Linked DNA regions of Sus scrofa: region 2 is linked to region 1. A link is a contact called in public Hi-C data. All regions are on one chromosome and are shown on one strand. The core of a region is the stretch at or near the end of the contact, and the rest is flanking DNA. Distances in the headings are between cores, read along the strand shown.

Region 1 (6,853 bases), core at 4,156-6,655:
CAATGGTCCCTCAGTATTTGTGGGTGAGGGAAGTTGGTTCCAGGACCCCTGGGAGACACCAAAACCCACAGCTGCTCAAGTCCCTGGTATAAAATGGTGCAGTATTTGCATATAACCTACCACGTCCTCCTGTATAATTTAAATCATCTTTAGCTGACTTATAATACTTAATGCAGTGTAAATGCTATGTCAATAGTTGCCTGTGCAGGGGGCAAATTCAAGTTTTGCTTTTGGAACCTCCTGGAATTTTTAAATATGTTCAATTGACATCCACCGTTGAGACTGAATCTGTAGACGCAGAACCCACAGATAACAGATAACAGTATCGACCACACATGCGTTATCAGCTTTAGCTACTTTAATCAGCTCCGTTTCAAACCTGCCTCTCTTTTAGTATAAATTCAAGCAATAGCACCCATTTTCAATTCTGCTGCAATGACATTAAACAGATTTTTTTGGCTGCTTTCTCAAAGAAGGGCAGAAAACACAGCTGATGCTCAATAATATTAAAACAACCTCTCTCACTATTAAATAACAAGCAGCCCCCTCGTGTTAAGAGCACGCCCCCGCCTCCCACCTTCCCATCCCAAACCACACCCAAGGCCTCACCGCCACAACACAACAGAGCAAACCACAAACCTGCTGTCTGCCTGGAAGAGTGGAGGGCTTCGTTTAACACGTCAATCAAAAAAGAAAACGGCAGCCTGAAACCAAAGGTGAATTCCAACCTCCAGAAATTACCTTCGGGCAGTTGGCTGTATTAGAACCAGCACCTCCATCCTTCACGGGGTCGCACAGAAGCCTCGCCATGTGGGAGGTCAGCCCATTACTGACCCCCCTACCTGTGACATCGCTTTCACAACCACACGGAGAGCACTTGAGCCATGGCTGTGCCCCAGTTCTTGCGCTGCTCCGTGGAGCTCACAGTAGGAGATCACAGAGCTGGCCCGGGGCAGCACCAGGGCAAGAAGGAAAAGGGAGCACCCACAGTTATATCGACCTTCTATTTTACAGCTTTAAAAAGGCATGCGTGAGCATGGTCTCCTGTGCTGGGAGAGTTTATAATCTCTTATTTTCAGATGAGAAAACGGAGGCTCAGAGAGCGTAAGTGGCTGACAAGAAGTCCCAAGAAACAAACGCCGTCGGCCCAGACTCGGCCCGGGTCTGCAGATCAGCCCCAGCCCTTTCTCAGACCCACTCGGATGGTTTCAAACAACAGCAAAACAGTTGCTGTCTTCCCCCGGCCACTCCGCCTCCTAATCTCTTCCCAACAGCATCATTTTTGCATACTTTGCATAATGGGGGGGTCTATAAAACATTTACTTTACTAAAAAAAAAAGTTTTGGCTTTTTAAAATCAAGTCTGGGAGTTCCCGTCACGGCTCAGTGGTTAATGAATCTGACTAGGAACCATGAGGTTGTAGGTTCGATCCCTGGCCTCGCTCAGTGGGTTAAGGATCCGGCATTGCCGTGAGCTATGGTGTAGGTTGCAGATGCAGCTCGGATCCCGCATTGCTATGGCTGTGGCGTAGGCCGGCAGCAACAGCTCCAATTAGACTCCTAGCCTGGGAACCCCCGTATGCCGCGGGAGTGGCCCTAGAAAAGACAAAAAGACCAAAAAAATAAATGAATAAATAAAATAAAATCAAGTCTGAAACATGACTCACCTAAGTCTTACATTACAGTTCTAACCTCATCCATGATTTTCTATCCCTGGGACTCCATCCCAGACCAGCATCGCTGACAACTAGTTAGATGTTCCAAACCTCAGGCTCGACCCTGGTCCTACTGAATCAAAATTTCTCAGGGCTGAAATGCTTTGCGTTTCTCCTGAATTATTGCATAGTATGCTCAGAAATTCATGGGCTGAGGCCTTCATGAACAGATCTTAAATCAAACATATGTTCACAACTGCGCCTTAAAACTGTTACCATGAACGCATTCATATATATATTTGACACTCCCGTGATAACTATATAAATAAATTCCTCAGTGGCAGGTACAAACTCTTGGAGCAGTTTCACCTCTAAGCTCTTCGCAGGAAATTGGGGAAAGTACATTGCTGGAGCAGGGCCTTTCAGCAGTCCAGCCTCCAGCATCGACCTCTCTCACTGCATGTGAGCATTGGGAGCAGTCTGAATTCCCCAGGGAGCCAGGAAATTTTAATGCAGTGAATAAAAGGATGTCCATTTGGGAATAACTGGCAATTAAACAATTTTTTTGTTGTTGTTCTTAAGGGCCACATCTGCAGCACATGGAGGTTCCCAGGCTAGGGGTCTAATCGGAGCTGTAGCCACTGGCTTATGCCACAGCCACAGCAACTCAGGATCCAAGCCACATCTTCGACCTACATCACAGCTCACAGGAATGCCAGATTCTTAACCCACTGAGCAAGGCCAGGGATCGAACCTTCGTCCTCATGGATGCTAGTCAGATTTGTTTCCGCTGAGCCAAGATGGGAACTCCTAAACCAAATTTTTTTATCAAGTCCTACTTTAACTCATATTTATTAAGCTTCTCTTCCCTGTCTTCATCCTAAAACCAACATCTTGTCCTCATTCCAACTGACCGCACCATACTCCTCTGAGTTAACCTAATCAAACCATAAGCCGACCTCTCAACAGGAAATACAGGGGACAGAGACTCAGGTCATATGGCACCACCAGGAAACAGCCACACAAACCCAGAAGGTGAGACCTTTAATAACGCAAATGCACTGATCTCTTTAAAAAAAAAAAACTGGAGTTCCCGTCGTGGTGCATCAGAAACGAATCTGACTAGGAACCATGAGGTTGTGGGTTCAATCCCTGGCCTCACTCAGTGGGTTAAGGAGCTGGTGTTACCATGGGCTGCGGTGTAGATCACAGACGTGGCATGGATCTGGCATTGCTGTGGCTGTGGCGTAGGCAGCAGCTGTAGCTCTGATTGGTCCCCTAGCCTGAGAACCTCCATATGCCGAGGGTGAGGTCCTAAAAAGCCAAAAAGAAAAAAAAAAAAAAGGCAAAAAAGGGTAAAATACAAGAAATCCACATTGTCTAATATCTGGGTAGAATGTATAATTCCAGAGTGGGTCCTGCTCTGGAATGAAACTTTATGAAAAAGAACTGGGACAATTGGAGAATCTGCCACATCACGAGATGGAATTGAAAACTGGAAATTTTCCTGGATATGATTGGTATATAGTTATCATATACAAGAACGTTCTTGTTTTTAGAGGATGTGTGAAGCAGTGCCCTAGTATCTGCAGTTTAGTCTCAAATGGTTCTGTACACAAGAGAAATCAGTGCTATGGCTAATGCATATCTATGTGCATACAGACAAGAAGAAAGCAGATGTAGCAAAAAGCTAAAAACTGGTGACTCTAAGGGTTCAACTTACTACCCTGTAGTTTAGAAATTTTTCAAGAGAAGATGTTAAAGGTCTGTCAGTTTAAAAAATAAAAAATTGGGAACTGTTCTAAGAAACTAAAAAGGCATAACCCAATTCAAGGTATAAGCTTTGACTGCATCCTCATTGAGGTTAAAAAAAAAAAAAAAAATTCCCCATTTTAAAAATCTTGGAAAAGACAAAAAATAAAATATTTTTAAAAATAAAAATCTTGGAGACAGTTGGGGAAAGTTTAATACGGACTCAATGTTAGATGATACTGAAAAACCACTCTTAATTTTCCTAGTCATGCTATTAGTTTTGTAAGAGAATATCCTTATTCTCAGGTGATGTGTGTTAAAGTATTTCGTCTCATGATGTCTGCTGTTTACTTTAAAATACTATATATTGGCATTTCCACTGTGGCTCAATGGGTTAAGAACACAACATAGCATCTGTGAAGATGTGGGTTTGATCCCTGGCCTGACTCAGTGGGTTAAGGATCCAGTGTTGCCACAAGCTGCAGCATAAGTCATGTGGCTTGGATCTGGTGTTGCCATGGCTGTGGTGTAAGGCCGGCAGCTGCAGCTCCAATTCGACTCGTAGTCTGGGAACTTCCATATGCCACAGGTGTGGCCATAAAAAGAAAATAACAATAAAATAAAATACTGTATATTTATAGTATATTACACTATATTAAGTATTATATTATATATACGTATACTTTTTTTAAGCAGAGGGAGATAAACACAGAGAAATGGTTCCGAAGCCACAAGAGGTGGGACCCAAAACCAAGATGGCAGTGGCCTGGGCCAAACCCCCAGATCGGCAGTAGCAGGATGATAACACCCCCTAAGGCAGGAGGAGGCACAGAGCCCAGGGTGGAGGCTGTGGCAGCAGCTGGTCCCTGGAGGCCTTCAGGGCAGGAGCTGGAATCTGGAAAGAGACGTTGACATGGCAGAGACACAGCTCACAGCAGACAGGAGGAGACAGCCACTGCAGGGCTATTCTGCCATGGGCCTCCCATCTCCCACTAAGTCCCACTGGCCAAATCCAACCAGAGGTCAGCTGACACAGCTGTCCTTGGAGTTGTTCATAACAAATTGGGGGAAAGATTGGCTGTAAACAACCTTAACGACCCAGGGTTCATGAGAGGAAGGAAGCCAGCATTTTCACATGCTGCTCCTGAGTTCTAAATTGTCCCACATGTTTTGATTGGGGGGAGGGGTTGGTGGGGTGAGTACCCTGTGTACCACGCATCAAAATGCTTAAAACGGAACATACCCATTAACCCAGGAACTTAGAGTGTTTGTCTACGTGGTCAGCGCGTACACATTAAATCAGAGGCTTTAATAAACAATAATACAGCAGAGGGAGCTCCTGTTGTGGCTCAGTGGGTTATGAACCTGACTAGTACCAAGGAAGATAGGGCTTGGATCCTGGCCTCACTCAGCAGGTTAAGGATCCGGCATTGCCATGAGCTGTGGAGCAGGTTGCAGACGCGGCTCGGATCAGGTGTTGCTGTGGCTGTGGTGTAGGCCCGCAGCGATAGCTCTGATTCGACCCCTAGCCTGGGAACATCCACAGGCCACAGGTGAGGCCCTAAAGAGGGAAAAAAAAAAAAAAAAGCCTCTGCATAGAATACCATGGAAGGTATGTTATCTCACCTTGACCCTGACGACAGTGGACCCTGTAGGCACAGGCACAAGTCCAGCACTGGTGCTCACAAGAGGCAGTGCTTGTCTATACCTTCGGATTCTCCCTAATAAACACATACGTAGAGTGCATTCACCTTAAACAACCAGTGAGCACAGCCCGTGCCTTCCCTCTTCTCGTGTTCTCAGTAATGGACTTGCCATTTATCGTGCCTCAATCCTGTCCACATCCTGCAGCCACATCCATCTTCACCAAATGCCTGCTTGACGGAGTCCTCGTCCTGTGATGAGTCATTTCCAATGACTCACTACATTCTGAAGGTTAAAACCCAACATCCTTGGCCAAGGACTCAACACTCTCTCCACGCCTGTTTTTCCAGGCTCCGCACAGACCCCATCACCGGCCCTCAGTTCTCCGCAGAAGGCCTGCCGTGGCCTCGCCACACCCAGGTCTCGCTTGTCCGCTCGCTTTGAAACCGCAGCACCAGAGCCGGGCCTGGGCCAGAGCAGGTGCCCGGGAAACACTGGTTCAGTCCGCTCCACACGCCGGAACCCCCACAGCTCCAACACCCAAGCCGCCAACTCCTTTCCCACCCGCGATCACAGCCGTCCCGTGAAATGGACTCTAAGCCCTGGGCGTTCACCTAGGCCACATGTTTGTCACCAAAGGGCCTACTTCCCTGTACACGTGTGGCGTTTCACCGACCTCTAGATCCATTTCCCAAAGGCAGGGACCTTCTACTTTTTTTAGCATCGAACAATGAACAGAGCACCATGATGTCATATAAATAAGGCTTAAAATGCGCATAAATAAATATAGTAATAACCCTATTGGGAAAAGGAAAAAAAAAACTTAAGACTTTCTCAGAAACTATAATCAACAAACACAGGCTTGTGCTGTCCTAACAGCCAAAAGGAACACAGGGGACTGGGTGTCTTGTCAGGATCAATGCCCGCTTCCCCCTTTGTCCCCTGACTCCCAGAGCTGGCGCAACAAACACCGCGTGACTATACCCACTGATGCCCGCAGACAGGCATCAGCTACTCTTCCCTTCCCGGGTCAGAGAACCCAGTTTCCAGTAGAAACACCTTCCTTCTCACCCACAGAGCTGAGTCCCCCGCCCCCCAGGCCTGCAACACCGGGCGATGTGAGTTTACGCCTGGATAAACTGCCTACGACCCAAAAAAAGGTGGGTCAGCCTATGGCTCACCTTGGCCAACCACATTCTCTTCTCCGCAGCGCTGGTGAGGGCAGGACCAAAGGGTGGGGTGGGGGGGCGCGGAGACACTGGAGCAGGAAACGTGAGGCATGAACCCGGGTCCCTACGAGCAATAGGGACCTGCGGGAGCCTCTCTCCTCACGGTACCGGATTGGGAAGGAGGAGCCTGGCTGGGGCCTGCCCTTCCCTCCCCCAGCTCTCCTGGTTCAAGTAACTGCTTTCAGCTCCACGTGCAGATGGGAAGCCCAGGTGGCAGGAATCCTAACTTGTCTGAGAAGATCACACGTGCAGTGTCAGCTGAAGAGGAAGGGCGCTCCAGCTCAGATGTCACTCCAATGTCTAAACTCAAGGCATGCGCTCTCTGGCACACCGCCTCTCGCACGAGGATCAAGCAGATTTGTCAGGGGAACAAATGTGGAAGGAAAAATTCATCAAGAGAGAGTCACTGCTGTTTTCCCTTCTTTTTGTCCTTCCTTCCTTCCGGCTTAGGATGGAAGAAAAGGATAATGAAAAATATATCACCCACCAGTCAATAAACTGGACAAACGTCAGCATGAGGACGGCACACCAGGCCCCCTGTACAGATGCACAGACGGCGGAAGAGGCATTCCAG
Region 2 (6,048 bases), core at 3,126-5,625, 160 kb after region 1:
AGATCTGTCCATGTCCCCAACTAGCCCAGACACTGCCCATGAGATAGCCATCTGAGTTCTGAGCAGGCCGAGGTCCAGGGATGTTCACAGCCAACCCTGTGCCTGGACTCGTCCTTCCTCTGGCCCCTCCTGGGGTCCCCTAGCACAGGGACACAGACCAGAACTTTCACACACCTTCCAACAGGCGCGGCAATGGCACAGTGATGCGTCCATCATGGGAACACCCCCCGAAGGACCAAGCGATCTCCTACCCTCCTTCCCAAGGGAGGAAACAGCCAGGCAGAGGAAGAAGGCAGTGATGGTGATGAGGACTGACAGGGAAACGGGCTCCCGGAGAGGTGACTGCCAGCCGGCACCCGAGGCCGACGGGCGCCACTTCTGCTCCAGCTCCTCGGGTCTTCTCCAGCCTCTGCGCCCTCAGCCCTTATTTATTTATCCATCTTGGAGGATGTGCCGGGGATCTGAGTCTTCCTGTCTCTGGACAGTGTCATTTGTTCTTCAGTCCCTGACACTTCAGTCACCCGCCACTGGGACCTAGCTTAGGTCAGAGCCCAGGGCTCTGACCACTTGCAGGGAAAATAACCGTGGTTGGAGATAGATAATATTGGAGCTCCTTTGTGGCTCAGCTGGTTAAGAACCCAACTAGTATCCATGAAGATGCAGGTTTGATCCCTGGCCTCACTCAGTGGGTTAAGGATCTGGCATTGCCATGAGCTTTGGTGTAGGTCACAGATGCGGCTTGGATCCTGGCATTGCTGTGGCTGTGGTGCAGGCCAGTAGCTGCAGCTCCGATTTGACCCCTAGCCTGGGAACTTCCATATGCCGCAGGTGTGGCCCTAAAAAATAATAAAAATTAAAAAAAAAATAAGAGAATCTGAATGAAGTATGAACTTTCATAATAATGGATCAATATTGGTTCACCATTTGTGAAAAATATATCACACTAAATAAGACATTCAGAAAAGAGGAAACTAGGCACAGAGAACGTGGAACTCCATGTGCTATCCTTGGAATAATTCTATAAATCTAAACATTTCTAGATACAAAGTTTATTGAGGGAAAAAAAAAAAAAGAGAGAATTTCGGCCATTGTCATAAATGGAAATTTATTAAAAGGCCAGAAGAAATCCGCGCCTGGATGTCCAAACTCTGAGCAACTGGCTGTTATTTTTCATTTAATTATTATAACAAAAGTAAGCTCGGAGGCGCCTTGAGAGTTTCCTCTGAGTATTTCAGTGAGTTTGTAAAAATAGAAACAGACTTGAAAGCATCAAGTGAATTGAAAAGCAAAAGAGTAATTTTATCACTCATTAATTCTGAACCGCAACATTAACCTAACGATGATGGTGCATTTCAGGGTATTTTTTGTCTACATTAATACCTATCAAAAATGTTCCTTTACTTCAATTATTGTCACTTGACTTTAAATGGAAATGTATACGTACACACACACACACACACACACAGAGGTTTTAGCATTTGAGAGAGCTGTATTTTCTCTGGCATCGCTCCTGCTTCTCCACACTCAGTAGAAACTGGAGGGGGAGTGCCCATCGTGGCACAGCAGAAACAAATCCGACTAGTATCCATGAGGACAAGGGTTCAATCCTTGGCCTCACTCAGTGGAGGAGGAGAGAGGAGGGGGCCAGCTGTTTAACCCCTCTGAGTGCACCGCCTGCTGGGCACATAGGTTCAGCTCCTCACAAGAAAGGTAGGGTAGGTACCCCTGTACCTTAAGAAAGAGGCTTACAGAGAGGCAGAAAGATAACAGGACCCAACAACTCATAAGGAACAAAGCCAACGACCAAACCCGGGTCCACCTGGGGCCACAGCCTCTGACGCTGAAAGCAGGTCCTGCTTCATTGGCCTCAGTGTGGCTGCTTCAGTGCCACTGTTTTTGCAGAAGGATTTCTGCATCAGATCAAAAAGTCCCTTTTCTGTCCAAGGCTTTGGAAAATTGTTCCACTTTTATTTTTGCAGCTTCTGCAAGGTGCTATCAACAGGTCCTGACAGCTACCCAGAAGCCTGCATTTCCATCTGCTCCAAACTCATGCTCGAGAGAAGATTCTGGGCCTCCCGGTGACCTGACGTGGTTGAGCTGTGCAGCCTTTCTCCTTGATTCTTATTGCAAGGCATCAGCAAGACTAGCCAGTAATTACCTTCCAAGTAATTGCACAACGTCTGCATGCGTCTTGCAAACCTGGTCTGGAGCCACACGGTACGTGCAGAATGAGAAGTCTTTACACGACGGGATCTGCCACTGCCTGCACGGCTCCCCCCAAGGGGATGATGGGAAGATAACTGGAGGGGCCGCGCCAGAGTTTCGTTTGGTGATCACACAGGGACACAGCTCTGGGTGAGTTAGAGCCTCATGATCTTAAAAGACCTTGACATGTGTGTGTCAAACACTGTTTGTTTGAAATGTTTATTTGTTTATTTATTTCAAATTACAAAATATGACTTGAAATTTAATTATGCATCTGTCTATATGTTACATATCCAATGCAGAATTTTTTATCTGGATAGGATTATATGTTCCTAAGTACATTATCTTTTTTATTAGTTAATGAATTTTTTTTTCTTTTTTTTTTCTTTTTTTTTTGCTATTTCTTTGGGCCGCTCCCGTGGCATATGGAGGTTCCCAGGCTAGGGGTCAAATCAGAGCTGTAGCCACTGGCCTACGCCAGAGCCACAGCAACGCGGGATCCGAGCCGCGTCTGCAACCTACACCACAGCTCACGGCAACACCGGATCATTAACCCACTGAGCAAGAGGGCAGGGACCGAACCCGAAACCTCATGGTTCCTAGTCGGATTCGTTAACCACTGCGCCGCGACGGGAACTCCTAGTTAATGAATTTTATTACATTTGTAGGTGTCCAACAATCATCACAATCAAACGTTACAGCATGTCCATTCCAAACCCTCAGTACATGCCCCCACACCCCAACCTGTCTCCTTCGGGAACCATAAGTTTTTCAAAGTCTGTGAGTCAGTATCTGTTCTGCAAAGAAGTTCAGTGTCCTTTTTTTAGATTCCACATGTAAGTGACAGCATTTGATGTTGGTGTCTCATTGTCTGACTGACTTCACTTAGCATGATAATTTCTAGGTCCATCTATGTGCTAAAAATGCCGTTATTTCTTTCCTTTTAATGGTTGAGTAATATTCCATTGTGTATATGTACCACATCTTCTTGATCCACTCCTCTGTTAACGGACATTTAGGTTGTTTCCATGACTTGGCTATGTTTGAAATGTTTAGAATCCGTCTACAGAGAGGGTGCCAGATGTCACTGGGTTTCTAGAGAAGAATGTGGACGTGAACCATGACTGGGTACAACTAAAAGTCCCTGACAAAGGGAAGGAGGGCAGGGCGGGGGAGGCACTGCTGGCGCCATGTCTGTGGTGCTTTACAAAGCCTTGGCACTGCTGGAATTTTTAAACCTGAGGCACACACCCTTGTGACTTTTTTTTCTTTTAATGGCCGTGACTGCGGCTGATGGAAGTTCCCAGGCTAGTGGTGGAACTAGACCTGAAGCTGAGGCCTACACCACAGCCACACCAGATCTGAGCCCCATCTGTGACCTGTGCTGCAACCTGCAGCAGCACTGGACCTTACACCACTGAGCAAGGCCAGAGACCAAACCTGCATCTTCACAGACACTATGTCAGGTTCTTAGCCCACTGAGCCACCATGGGAACACCCATTGTGACTATTTTAAGTAATATTATTAATGCCAAAAAATAAGTCGTTTCTACCTGGGGAACAGAAGGCAACCTGGGGATCGGACTTCAGGGCGTCCCCTGCGTGAAGTGCCTCGTGTTTCTTGAAGACGGATGCTAGATAAACACCCATTTGGCTTATCTCTTACCCTGTTTCCATGTCACATTGAAGTCACCAACTATGAGCAGCCTGCTGTGGAAAGACACTCAACAGGAGAAGCATTCTGAAGCGGTGAGCTGGAGGCAAGCAGCCCTCAGAGTCCAGCCTGGCAGGAGCCAAGCTCAGCGACCACCTGCATCTCCGTAACCACGTCCCCCACCTCCGCCAGGAACAGAGGCAACGGGTATGCTTATCACACTCTACACTCTCTGGCCTTCGAGGAAGAAGCCACCAGGGTCAATTCCAGCACTAAAGCAAGATGGTGCAGGAGGCCCAGGCTGACCCTTCGCCAAAGGTCAGGCAGCCCCTGGCTCTTCCTGCCTCTCTGTCAGAAAGAAGACTTTTTATGACTTTATTTTAAATCTGTTCTGTAGAAGGCTTTTCCTGGAAGAGGAGATTCTGAGGCAAAGATTGTCAGCAGTCTCGGCAGGAGCTGTCAGAACGTGGTGTTCCAATAACAGTTCTTGGCAGAGCTTGGAGCTCCCTCCTGGGGTTGGAGCTGGCTTGGCGGGAGATGAAGGGGCCTGAGGCCAGGCTGCCTGTGACCCACATCCCGGGCAAGTGCTCTCAGCAGCACGCTTGGACCTTGGTGGGACATCAGAACCACTGCTGGTGCTGGGCGATTTCCCTTTCTCCTACAAATAGGTCCCAAGGAGACCACTGGGACTGTTTGAAATCCACATGTTGTTTCTCCAAGGGTTCTTCCAACCCCAGAAGGATGGACCCTCCCCATGTTCCTAAAGAAGGCTTTTTTCTTTTCTTTTCTTTTCTTTTTTTTGTTTTGTTTTTTTAGGGCCCCACCCTCAGTATATGGAAGTTCCCAGGCTCAGGGTGGAAACTGAGCTGCAGCTACCGGCCTATACCACAGCCGAAGCAATGCCAGACCGGAGACACGTCTGTGACCTACACCACAGCTCACGGCAAGCCAGATTCCCAACCCACTGAATGAGGCCAGGATTGAACCCAAATCCTCAGGGATCCCAGTCGGATTTGTTTCCACTGTGCCACAATGGGAACTCCTTTCTTCTTCTTTTTTTTTTAAGGCTGCATCCACAGCAGATAGAAGTTCTCAGGCTAGGGGTTGAATTGGAGCTGCAGCTGCTGGCCTACACCACAGGCACAGCAAGCTGATCTGAACCCCATCTATGACCTTTGCTGCAGCTTGTGGCAACACTGGACCCTTAGCCCACTGAGCAAGGCCAGAGATTCAACCCTTACAGAGACTACAGAGACTACGCTGGGTTCTTAACCTGCTGAGCCACAACAGGAACTCCCTAAAGTAAGGCTTTTAAAGTACCAGGCGAATGGTAGAAAAACCGAGTCTCTTCCAAATGAACTAAGTGCCTCAAGCAGTTTGTCTTTAGGAGCATCCTTGAAAACTCCCAACCTTTACTTTTTTTTTCTTTTTTGTCTATTTAGGGTGCACCCACATCATATGGAAGTTCCCAGGCTAGGGGTTGAATCAGAGCTACAGCCGCCGACCTACACCACAGCCATAGCAATGGGGGATCTGAGCCAAATCTGTGACCTACACCCCAGCTCACACCCAAGCTGGATCCCTGACCCACTGAGCGAGGCCAGGGATTGAACCCGCATCCTCTTGGATACTAGTTGGATTCATTTCCACTGTGCCACAACGGGAACTTCCTCAACTGTTACTTTCAAAAAAATACTACTAGAATGTTATTTTTCCTTAAGGTTTATAATCATGGGCTTCAAGTTGTTTCTTTTCCTTATAAGACTTTGCTTGCCATGACGAGCAAGCTGACATGAGGTGATCCTCTGGCTCCAGCTGCCTAGATTCACCCAGTTGTGAGGCTCATTAGCAGTGGAATTAATGACTCTTTAAAGAATAAAACTCGTTATTTAGAGACAGTTTCAGGAACCAACGTTAAAGGCCGCTTTATTTCAAAAGGTTGAGTGTTTTCTGGAAAAAAAATGTAAAGAAACAGACATTCATTCATCCATCCATTTATTCAATGAATAGAGTGGGTGCTGCTCTCTGGAATTCTGGGGGCACAGTGATGGGCCACACAGAGAACAATTCCTACTCTCGGGAACATAGTCTAGTGGCCGAAGACTGGCAATGAAGAAGCAAAGATGCAATCGCCTACAGCGTTAGATGGTGACAGAGAAGACGAGTCTGCAAAGGGAGGGGAAGCAGGG

The links. A called contact is a pair of places that touch in the nucleus more often than the background predicts.
Region 2: a Hi-C map of retroperitoneal adipose tissue shows a contact between it and region 1, with 1.9 times the contacts expected there. The contact joins two enhancer-like sites. A contact is called at or near these places in 1 of 5 promoter capture datasets (liver), 7 of 47 Hi-C or Micro-C datasets (embryonic fibroblasts, heart right ventricle, retroperitoneal adipose tissue and 2 more) and 1 of 2 datasets of contacts at active chromatin or transcription factors (skeletal muscle).

Annotation. Positions count from the first base shown.
Region 1 is chr10:57,489,681-57,496,533 of Sscrofa11.1, forward strand. All of the region lies in intron 1 of PARD3 (partitioning defective 3 homolog), which reads right to left. Among named protein-coding and RNA genes, the nearest start is that of PARD3, 110 kb to the right of the region's middle. Within about 2 kb of position 5,406, at least 30 of the 83 cell types and tissues checked have an H3K27ac peak or open chromatin away from gene starts, as enhancers often do. A contact at or near this core is called in retroperitoneal adipose tissue, where this site is marked.
Region 2 is chr10:57,655,521-57,661,568 of Sscrofa11.1, forward strand. LOC106505191 (a long non-coding RNA gene) reads left to right here. Exons shown (of 4, transcript XR_001299355.2): 3 at 1,980-2,355. Among named protein-coding and RNA genes, the nearest start is that of PARD3, 58 kb to the left of the region's middle. Within about 2 kb of position 4,376, at least 11 of the 83 cell types and tissues checked have an H3K27ac peak or open chromatin away from gene starts, as enhancers often do. A contact at or near this core is called in retroperitoneal adipose tissue, where this site is marked.